Linked DNA regions of Ovis aries: region 2 is linked to region 1. Evidence: chromatin contacts called from public Hi-C data. All regions are on one chromosome and are shown on one strand. The core of a region is the stretch at or near the end of the contact, and the rest is flanking DNA. Distances in the headings are between cores, read along the strand shown. Region 1 overlaps LOC105602901 (a long non-coding RNA gene). Region 2 holds the start of EPHB3 (EPH receptor B3).

Region 1 (5,090 bases), core at 1,434-3,933:
ATGTATGCACTGTCATGTTCATAGCAGCATTATTTATAGTAGCCAAGCCATGGAAACAACCCAAGTGTCCACTGGTAGGTGAGTAGATAAAGAAGACGTGGTATACATGTATACAGTGGAATACTATTGAGCCACCAAAAAAAAAGTGAGGGCATTATGGTAAGTGAAGTCAGACAAAGAAAGATAAATACTGTGTGATCTCGCACATATGTAGACTTGAAAAACAAACAAAGATCAAATCAAGAAAAAACTGAACTGGATGAAGGGGATTGAAAGGTACAAACTTTCAGTTATAAAATACATAAATCATGGGATGTAATGTACAGCGTGGGATGTAACGTACATGGGATGTAATGTACAGTATAGTTAATACTATATTGTATATTCAAAAGCTGATAAGAGTAGACCTTAAAAGTTTTCATCACAGGAAAAAAAAAATTGTAACTCTGAGATAATGGATATTAACTAGATTCATCATGGTGATCATTTCACAATATATACAAATATTAAATCGTTTTATTATACATATAAAGCTAATATATGTCCATTATATCTCAAAAAAATAATCTTAAACTATTAAACTAAATAATCTTAATCTAGACCATTAAAGGAGGCCAAGTCAAGTGAAGTGAAAGTCCCTCAGTCGTGTCTGACTCTTTGTGACCCCATGGACTGACTATACAGTCCATGGAATTCTTCAGGTCAGAGTAATGGAGTGGGTAGCCTTTCCATTCTCCTGGGGATCTTCCCAGCCCAGGGATCAAACCCAGGTCTCCCACACTGCAGGCAGAGTCTTTACCACCAGGGAAGCCCCCAAGGAGGCCAAAAAGAAAATTACAGAAAATGTCAACAGCATAAAGATAGGTATGCTCCTTAAGTATGGGTGTCTTGTATCAAAGTGCTGTTCTTAGCTCTGTTCTTGTCTTAAGGGCTAAAGCAATTTATATACACTAGGCCCAGCTCCCTGCCTGTGTCCATGTGGGGGCCGCCATATTAAAACTGGTCAATCTGCCATCTTAATCTCCTTTCTGACAAGCCTAAGAGATCATATTTTAATGGCCCACCTGGGGCCTCCCAGGCATGTGGAGGATTGGTCTGAGGAGCAGGAGTTCTCTGCCACAGTGTGAGGGTGGTGTAAATGACTCAAGGACACAGTTGGGGTGCTGTCCTCCACATGGGGGCAAAGCAGCCTGGCAAAAAGTCCCCTTGACCCCATCCTCTCTTTTTTTTTTTTTTAACAGCCCCATTGGGCAATTGTGGCTATAAAATACACATCAATCATTATATTCAGACTGAAGCATCAAGGTCTGCCTTCAAGGTCACACACACCGTGAGCATGTCCATTTTGAAAATGGTGTGATACATTTCCAGTTTTCCTACTCACCTTTTTACAAGTAAGCATCACTATCCTGAAGCTCTCTCTATGCCAGGCGAGGGGCACGCCCTTCCTCTGGGTGTGCATCTGGGGTTCCTCCATCTCATCTTTTTTTCTGTGTGGTCCCCACTATGCTGTGGACTCCTTGAAGGCAGGGTTTCATTTTATTCCCTTTTACATCTCATAGCCCAGCACTGTGTCTAGCCCAAAACATACCTGGGCAGATGATTGTTCACTGAATGAATGAGGGAAGGAATCCATGATGGAGGTCATTTGTCATTTAATTCTCAGGACAACCTGTGAGCCAAGCAGGGCAGGAATATGAGCTCTAATTTCCTGGGAAAAAACAACAACAACGGAACTCCAGGAGGGAAGGGGCTTGGTTAAGGTCACCCGACTCCTGGAGCTGGCGCCAGGGCTGTGTTGCAGTCTGGTAGCTCAGAGAGGGTTGCGTTTTGCTGCCCACACCCGCTTGCTCTGGGACTTCTAAGAGACCCGTTCAGTCTTTCCTGGAGAGCCTCCTACACAGGTGGTTCCCTGGGGGGTTCAGATCAAGGTCCCCTTTTATTTTCTCCCCCTGCCCCACCCTCGGCACCTGGGCTTTTGAAAGATTAGGCCTAGCAAACGAACTGCAATTATGCAGTAATAATGATTCCATTTTCTCATTTTTATTAATAAAACACATATGCGACGTGCCACTCAGAGCATTCCGTGGAGAGAAAACGAGTTTCCCCACCAGGTGAATAAAATTTCACCCAGAGGCAGGCAGTTCACAAACCACCTTCTGGTCTAGGGATCGTGGGCGCTGCACTTGGCAGCCCAGTGGATGGACCTCTGCCGCTAAGCCGGCCGCCTGCCCCAAGTCTCTGAAGTTGGAGGAGACAGGGGCCATTTCAGCTGCTCCCGGCTTGCCTTTCTGTCCCCGCTGAAATCAGCAGACCCTGACTTTTGGAGAAGCGTTCCTGCGATGTGTCAGCTGCTCCGGGAGAGCCCAGAGTGATGTATTCCAAGACCTGTCAGGAAAAACGCTTTACGGTCAGTTAGGAACTGTAAACTCCCTCCCAAGGAATTGCCCATGGAATTTTAATGCTCTGTCTCTGCCTGGGCACTTCCTGCCACTCTTGGCCCACTCCTCGATGCATATGGAGCAGGGATCAGGTCTGAGGGTCCCCTGGGAGGGTACAGGGCTTCCCTCCATCCAAGTGTCACGGCTGGAAATGGGAGGCGAAGCACAGACAGGACTTGGGCCTTGCCGCAGCCTCAGGCCTTGGCAGGGCCCCCTGCCGTTCATTCTCCCCACTCCCTCCCCTTTCTCGGTGCAAGAGTGAGGCCCAGCACAGGCCTGAAGCAGCCAGAAGTGGAACTGTAGCCTGGCTCCTCCTTCTGCCTTTATTTAGGCAACAAACTCTGAGGGCCTCCCTCATGAGGGCCCACTGTGCACTGGGCAGGGAGCTAGGAGCTGGAGCAGTCAGGGTTCACAGTCCCCATCCCCATGACCCTCGCTGCTGCTATTCAATTCTAATCACCTACAGAAAGATGAAACAGGAGAAAAGGGAGAAATAAGAGAGAAAGTTGCTGGAGGATGAGTGTAGTCAGGAATGACCCAAAGAGGAGTGAAATAGAAAACTATGGGGCCTCCCTGGTGGTCCAGTGGTTAAGAATCCTCCTTCTAATCGCAGGTTATGGGGGTCTGATCCCTGGTTGGGGAACTAAGATCCCGCATGCCATGGATCAACAAAGCCCATGCGCTGCTGGCAACTACTGATCCCGCCTGCTTTACAGACTGTGCTCCACAACCAGAGAAGCCCCCGCACACCACTGTGAAGGCCCAGCACAGCCAAAAAAACAAACAAAAAAAAAACCGACAGACTGTCAAAAATTTTTTAAAAAAGAAAACCATGAATGGTTTGGGAAGCCCAAATCGGCCCGTTCCTACAAATGGCTCAATCTTCCACGTCTCTCTGCAAGGAAACTCATCTTCAAAATTTATGCTGATAGCTCCGAAGTCTGTATTTCTTGCCCAGACTTCACTTTTGAGTATCAGAGACACCAACGCCCGCCCCCCGCCCCCATATCCAACTATCTTTACCCAGAGGTTGCAGAGGCAACTCATCCATTACCAAACTCACTCTCTCCCATCAGCTGTATAATTATACTCTCTGATTTCCTTCTCCTTCTCCTTCTCCGCTGAACAGTCTGAGGCTGGTCCTCCTGTGTGGGTTTATGTCAGTGTCCCCAGAGCCCATTCAGCCCATGGTACATGGTAGGCATCCAGGAATATTTGTTGAAAAACAACCAGTCCTACTTCATCGAAAAGTCAGCTTCCATAAGATCTATTTTCGTAGTTTTCCCTTGTAACTCTTCTCATCTCTTTCTCCTCAAGGAGTGACCATCCTGTGGCTGCAACTCTCAAGACTGTTGCTTTAGCAAAACCCAAATGGAACTGGTGAGATTTCTTCGTCCCACAGGGAACTCTTCGACCGTTGGGGTGGGGTGGGGGGTTGGAAGGGGGTTGTCAGGACTTTCCTTTGTATCCTAAGTCTTCCAGCCCAGGGCTGGATTTGCATATGTTAATATGGAGCACTGGAGCCGGTTAATGAGAAGCAGTGGGCCATGTGGGTGAGCGGAATTCCTCAGAGTATTTTTTTCAGATGTCTTAATTCACTTTCTTTGTTGTATTTCGGCAGATCCAGGTGTTTGGATTGAGTTGGTCCTGGTCCCTGCTCCCCTCCCCCAAATCTCTGAAACCACAGATTTTTCTAGATGCCAGACTCAGCCTTTTGTCCAAAGGGTGATGTGGGGGTGTAGCATTCTGCCCACCTGGAAACAGCCCCAAGGAGCTGGCCTGAGGGAGCCAGCCCTGGGCTAGAGAGCCCCAGGCTGAGGGCTGGGGGGTGGGGGTGCTCCTGAGGGGGGTTGGGGGGTAAGGATAGAATTCCTGAGACAAGATCCCTCTATGGAGACAGCCCGCTGGGCTTCCAGCCCTCCATCTGGGTTCCACTAAAAACACATTTTGCGTGTTTCTGTTGTTCTTAAGTCTGGGTTTATTTCAAGGGGAAAATTATAAAGAAACATCTCTGCCTTTATTTCAACAGCAGCTTGTGCTTGGGTAGATTTTCATCTGTCTGGCCTGTCCTGCCTGGAGGTGAAGGGAGGGGGTGAGGGTGGGGTCACAGAGAGCAGAGGCCCAGGAGACTGAAGCCCCAGGCTCTGCTAGCTGCCAGTGTCCCAGACCACCGGGTCTGTCACCACAGCTCACCTTCCCAGCTGGATGGTTTGAGAATGAGAGGTGGGGACTGAGGGACGCACAGGGCAAGCAGAGATTGGCTCAGGCTGCCCACCTGGGAAAGCTCCACAGGCAGAAAGACAAGTGACAGAGTCCCACAGGCATTTGAAAGCCTTCCCCTGTGAGCCCAGGGCAGCATTCAGTACGTGACCACTGCGGTGAGTCTGGGTTCCATCCTGGTAGGAAGTCAGATGTAGCAGAGGCTCATCCTGAGGATTCAGGTTCTGACCCAGACCGAGAATCTGCAAGGTTACCTGGAGCCCTTGAACCTGAATCAACCCTCACCTCAGAGACACAGAAAATGAAGGTCAGAGCTAGAGAGGCCCTCAGCCACCTAGCCCAGCTTTGCCATTTCACAGGTGAGGAACCAAGGCCCAGTGGGGAGAAGCTACTTGCTGAGGCCACAGAGGGCCACTTGGTGGACCAGAC
Region 2 (5,090 bases), core at 848-3,347, 190 kb before region 1:
TCCTTTCTGTGACCTAGAACCTTGAACGGTGTTTCTGGGAGTCTCTGGGGCTTGAGAACAGATTGAAGCGGTGAAATCTGGGAATCTCATGGCATCCTCCCCCACCCTCACCCACACTCCAGCCCCATGTACCCTCACATGCCTCTGGCCAGTAGGACTAACCTCTCTAGAGCAATGTCCCTGAGCACTGGATCCATGGATCAGTTTACACTAACGGAACGTTTAGGACTGGATCTAGGATACTTCATGGTCAAAGGATTAAGTGTGACCATTTTGCTTCTGAGGCAGCTCAGAATCTGATCTCTTACTCTCTGTCCTGAGAAATCTCATGGTATCTGGAGGAGGTTCAGAGGGATGGATGTTTCTCCAGTTAGGACAGTGAGAGGCTGCATGGTGATAGTGACTCTCGGACTTTAGAGCGCATCAGAATCACCTGGAATGCTTATTTGAAATGCAGACTGTTGGGCTCCATATCCCCAGAAATTCTGAGTCCCAACATCCAAGGTGGATGGGTGGCTTAGAATTCTGAGTTTTTAGCAGGCACCTAAGTGATCCTAAGGTGTCTGATGAAGTAGAATGAGTGAATCTGAAAGCTATATAATCCTTAAAAAAAAAAAAAAAAAAGAGCTATAGACTCTGATTCAAATCCCATCCTGCTACTTATGAGCATTGTGACTTGGGGCAAATCACTAAGCCTTTCTAGATGTCAGTTTCGTTTGTAAAATGGGGCTATAATAACATCTACATCTTAGTAAACTAGACTGATTTTTTTTCAGAGTGTTTTTGCACTTTGCAAACATTTGTTGAGCAAATGGGGTAGGAGTCTATTTGCCCAGTTCAGAAACCTGGGGATTCTTCTTAATGTCTCTATCTACCCCATGCTTCTCAACCACCCAATCACAATTCCCCTGAGCTCTGTGTCCTAAAATATCTTAGACCTACCCACTTCTCTCCATCCCCACAGCCACTACTCTGGTCCAAGCCACCACCTTCCTCTGCCTGCCCACTGCACAGCTTCCTCACTGACCTCCCTGATTCCACCCTTGCCTCTTCTCATTCTTCTTCCCAGAGAAGCCATGTTAACCTGATAAAGTAATGCCCCTGCTTCAGACCGTACCTCTTAGGAAGGCCTTCTGAGTCCAAAAAAAAAAAAAAAAAAAATCCTCTGCTCCCCACAGCTACTCCCAAACTTCCTTTTGGCTCCCCTCAGCCTCCAACTCTATATTTAAGATACTCTGAACTTCTTTCCATTTCCTCCAATGAATATCAGTTTCTCGTGCCCCTGGGACTTCACACAAAGCGTGTTTGCTTTGCTTGAGACTGCCCTCCCCGGTCCCCAAACACATATTCTTCGCCTACTATTCATCTTTCATATTTCGACTTGAATGTCATTTCCTCAGGGCCAGACATAGCCATGCCTCTCGCATGGGCTCCAGCAACTCCGTCCTTCCTCCATAACTGTTACACTCTGCGGTGATGACTTCATGCCTGCCTCCACCGCTGTGTTAGCTCCAAGAGAACACAAACCTCTGTCTTATCCATTGCTGTATCGCCAGAAAACTCTAGTCAGTCTTTGGCTCAAAGAATGATGAAATACACGAATGAATAAACAAGTGAGAAGATCCTGGTCACAGGATGTGTCGCAGAGGACGCCCACCTGGTAGTGCGTAAGCCGCGATTAGGTTGGGTCCGGACGTGCCTGTAAAGACAGCCACATGGGGGCGGCCTCAGGCACGCACAGACCACACGGGGGCGCCCCCGGCTCGTTTTACGTGAATGGCACCTCGGACTCAGGTTCGGTTACTAATCACCACTGGGGACAGGAGGCGGGCTTCTCCTTCTGATGGACAGTATCGCTCCGCCCAATCTAATTCATCTTTTCTTTGGCCCCGCCCACCCCAGGAATCAGAGAACCTGAGGGTGGGCGTGACGGAACCGCTGCCAACTGAACTCCGGCGGAGTGCTGTTGAGGCCGAACCAGCGCGCCTGGCGGTCTGTGAGTGGGCGGCGGGTGGCTAGGGGCGGGGACTCCGCGATGACAGGCAGGCGGACAGCCCCGCCCCTCTCATCCAGAGCGGCCGCGCCAGCGCTGGGGACAGCAGAAGTGAGTACGTGAGCGGCGCAGCAAGAACCCAGCTCGGACCCCGGACGGCGCGCGCACCCGGAGTCTCAGATCCCAGTCGGGCCCGCAGGAGACCGCTGGATTACTGTGCACACCGAACTACCACCACTCGCTCCCTCCCGCCCCGGCCCGCCTCCCCGAGTTCTCTGGCTCCGAGCTTTCCAAGCGCCCCGGATCCTCCTGGACCTGTCCGTCCAGATTCCCCCAGGACCAACCTGCCCGCTTACCCCAGGATCGCCCGGCTCAGGGCGCCGCCTGGGTCCCGGAGCCGACTGCCTGGATTGCACCCTCCTTGCCTGGATCTCCTGGGACCGTGCGCGAGCCTTCTCGCGCCTGCCGAGCGGATCCTCCTGCGGGTGCCCGCAGCCCCGCCGGCGCGGCCCGGCGCGGCCCGGCTCGGCTCCCGGAGCCAGTCCCGGCCATGGCCCGAGCCCGCCCGCCGCCGCCGCTGCCGCCGGGGCTCCTGCCGCTGCTCTCTCCGTTGCTGCTGCTGCCCCTGCTGCTGCCCGCCGGCTGCCGGGCGCTGGAAGGTGAGCGGCGTCGGGGGAGTGCGTCCAAGGGTTAAGGTGTCCGGGTCGCCCGAGCGGGAGCCGGGGGTGAGTCTGCGGTGTCGGTCCGATGCGGTCCAGGCGCACTTCGGAGGAGGCTCGGTCACCCGCACCCTCTCCAGAGGCTGGAGCTGGGGTGGCGGGGACGCCTTGGGCGCCGCCTCGTAGGTTCCAGCTGCCGGCTGTCTGCCAGTTGTGGGATCGCAGGCAGCTCGACCTGGGTGAGCGTCCCTGAAAAGTCATGGCCCGGCGGTGAGCTTCTGTAGGAGTGCCAGGCACTCAGAATAGAGGAGCGGCGTCCTCCGCACCTCCTGGTTGCAGGGAAGTGTGCGCGACCCCCACCAGGCAAGGCCGGGGCTCTGAGGCTGCTGCTGGGCTCCCCGGGTTGAGGGGCCGAGTCGGCGAGGAACCTCTTGGAGTTAACCGGGAGAGTGAGTGCGTGCACGCCGCTTTGTCAGGGGATGGCTGCTGGGATGGTGAGGCGGGAGCCTGTTATTGTTGACGGTTTACCGAGCGCCAACTACCCACAAGGTGCTGTGTGCACCGCCGTTGCATACTGCTCCGGCGCTCCCCCTCTGCCTTCTTGCAGGACCCCCACCCCCAGTGCTGGGGTCTCCACCGAACTCCAGAGGTTGTGGGGTTTGTCTCAGGTAGAGCTAGAGCTGATGCCTTACCCATTATCCAGTGGAAAAGGCCAGGCTTCTCCGTGGGTTGTGTGAAACCTGCAGAGAGGGCTGCTGGGAAGGGGGGGGGTTGCTCCAACTTCCACAGGACTGTGCCTGGATGAACAGCCTAAGTGGTTTTGGCCCCCGTGGGAGAGCTCACATAATCCACTTGACACAAGCCTGTGGGGACAGAGGCACTGACACCGGGCAAACAATAGACAGACAGACAGATACACATACATACACACACGGTTTTCTAAAATTTTTGGAGCCATTAAATGAGGCAATAAAAACCTTCCTGAATGTGGAGGAAAGGACACCACAGACTGGGGGAAACTGAGATGACAGGCAGTACTTCTATTTGGTATCTTTAACCGATCTAGTCACTTTCTTAGTTTAAGAACAAAAACATGAATTCTGTGTGACTTGGTTTGTTCTCATGTTCACAGTCGGTAAACTTGAAGGTTGGAAGGAAAAAAGAACAGAGTTACGAGAGAAAGGCATCTTCTGGTGCTTTTTCATTTTCTCCAGGAGGAAAAAAACATTCTTCTGAATCCCCATCGTCTTTTATCTCTGAGCCCATTGGTGCTGACAGACTGATTCACACGGGTGGACACATGCAAATCCAGACAGACACACCGAGGTCGCACCCACACTTGGCGCACACTCACCCACATGTGTGTGATAGGATCACAGGCGTGAGAAACCAGTGTGGAGCTTTGTTGTTGATCGCCTCAAGGGTGTGAGCCTGCTGGAGTTCCCAGGTCTGTGTCTTAGCTTAGGAGAGCCGACACCGGCACACGCGCTTACGGGGCTGTGTGTGCCAGGCCCCAGAGCCCTTGTTGTGGGGTGCGGTGGACGCTGATGCTGAGAGTGGGGCGAAGGGGGGGTGGTTTGGGTCAGGTGAGCAAGGGCTACCTGAAAAGGCTCACCCCCTTCCTTCCTTCTTCCCTCCCTGTGTCCCTTCTTCCTGTTTCCCTTCCTTTATTTCTCCTTGTCACTCTTCACAATCTGCTGGTCCCTTTAGACCCTAGCTGGCAGGTCCTAGCTGGGAGCTGGCATCTGGCTTTCCAGGCCCAGGACATGAGGGGCAGACCAGGAGGCAGAAGCCTGGTGAGCTGCAGCAGCCCAGGAAAGAGAGGGCAGTGGGGCTGTGGCCCCTCCTCTGTCCCTTCCTCCCTCAGCTGTGAAGTGGGGTCTGGGGCTCTTCCCTGACTGCGTGGGTGGTAGCTGGGAGGCCAGGCCAGTGTGGGGCGCTCCTAAGAAGGTGGCAGTGCCTCCCAAGTGTGGCTTTCATTAATTCCTTCACGTTTGCCATATATCAGAATTTAGGGTCTTCAGTTAGTGTGAGAATGAAAGAAAGAAGAGAGATGATGGCTTAGGCGCTGACCCCAGCCCAGTGGTCCCCCTACCCACCTTCCTGCCCTCCCTCACTGTGACCTGGGATAGTAGTGGAACCCACCTCCTAGGGGGTGTTATGAAGATTGAATCCTTAATGTGTGTCAAGTGCTTAGCACATAGCTATTGTTGTTCAAGGATTAACTGTTGTTATTATTATTACCCTAGGGTCTGCTCCTTGGGGAGCACCAGAAAGTGAAACTGGTGTGTACACTTGCCCTGCAGGAGGGAGCTTAGAGGAAGCAATGATAGGGGGAGGAGAAGCTGGTCTGGGGAAGTTGCCATCCCCCCTCCGCCAACCTCCATTTCTCTCCAGCTTTGGGAGGGAAAGGATGGGGTAGGAGGAGACTTGACCTT

What was found. A called contact is a pair of places that touch in the nucleus more often than the background predicts.
Region 2: a Hi-C map of hypothalamus shows a contact between it and region 1, with 8 times the contacts expected there. The contact joins the promoter of EPHB3 here to the enhancer-like site in region 1. A contact is called at or near these places in 15 of 16 Hi-C or Micro-C datasets (blood, hypothalamus, liver and 7 more).

The regions. Positions count from the first base shown.
Region 1 is chr1:203,229,189-203,234,278 of ARS-UI_Ramb_v3.0, reverse strand. It overlaps LOC105602901 (a long non-coding RNA gene), which reads left to right. Exons shown (of 7, transcript XR_009601666.1): 6 at 3,759-3,821; 7 at 4,063-4,248. Among named protein-coding and RNA genes, the nearest start is that of VPS8, 34 kb to the right of the region's middle. Within about 2 kb of position 2,683, at least 4 of the 54 cell types and tissues checked have an H3K27ac peak or open chromatin away from gene starts, as enhancers often do.
Region 2 is chr1:203,417,768-203,422,857 of ARS-UI_Ramb_v3.0, reverse strand. It overlaps EPHB3 (EPH receptor B3), which reads left to right and starts at 2,097. Exons shown (of 16, transcript XM_004003826.5): 1 at 2,097-2,652. The coding sequence starts at 2,544.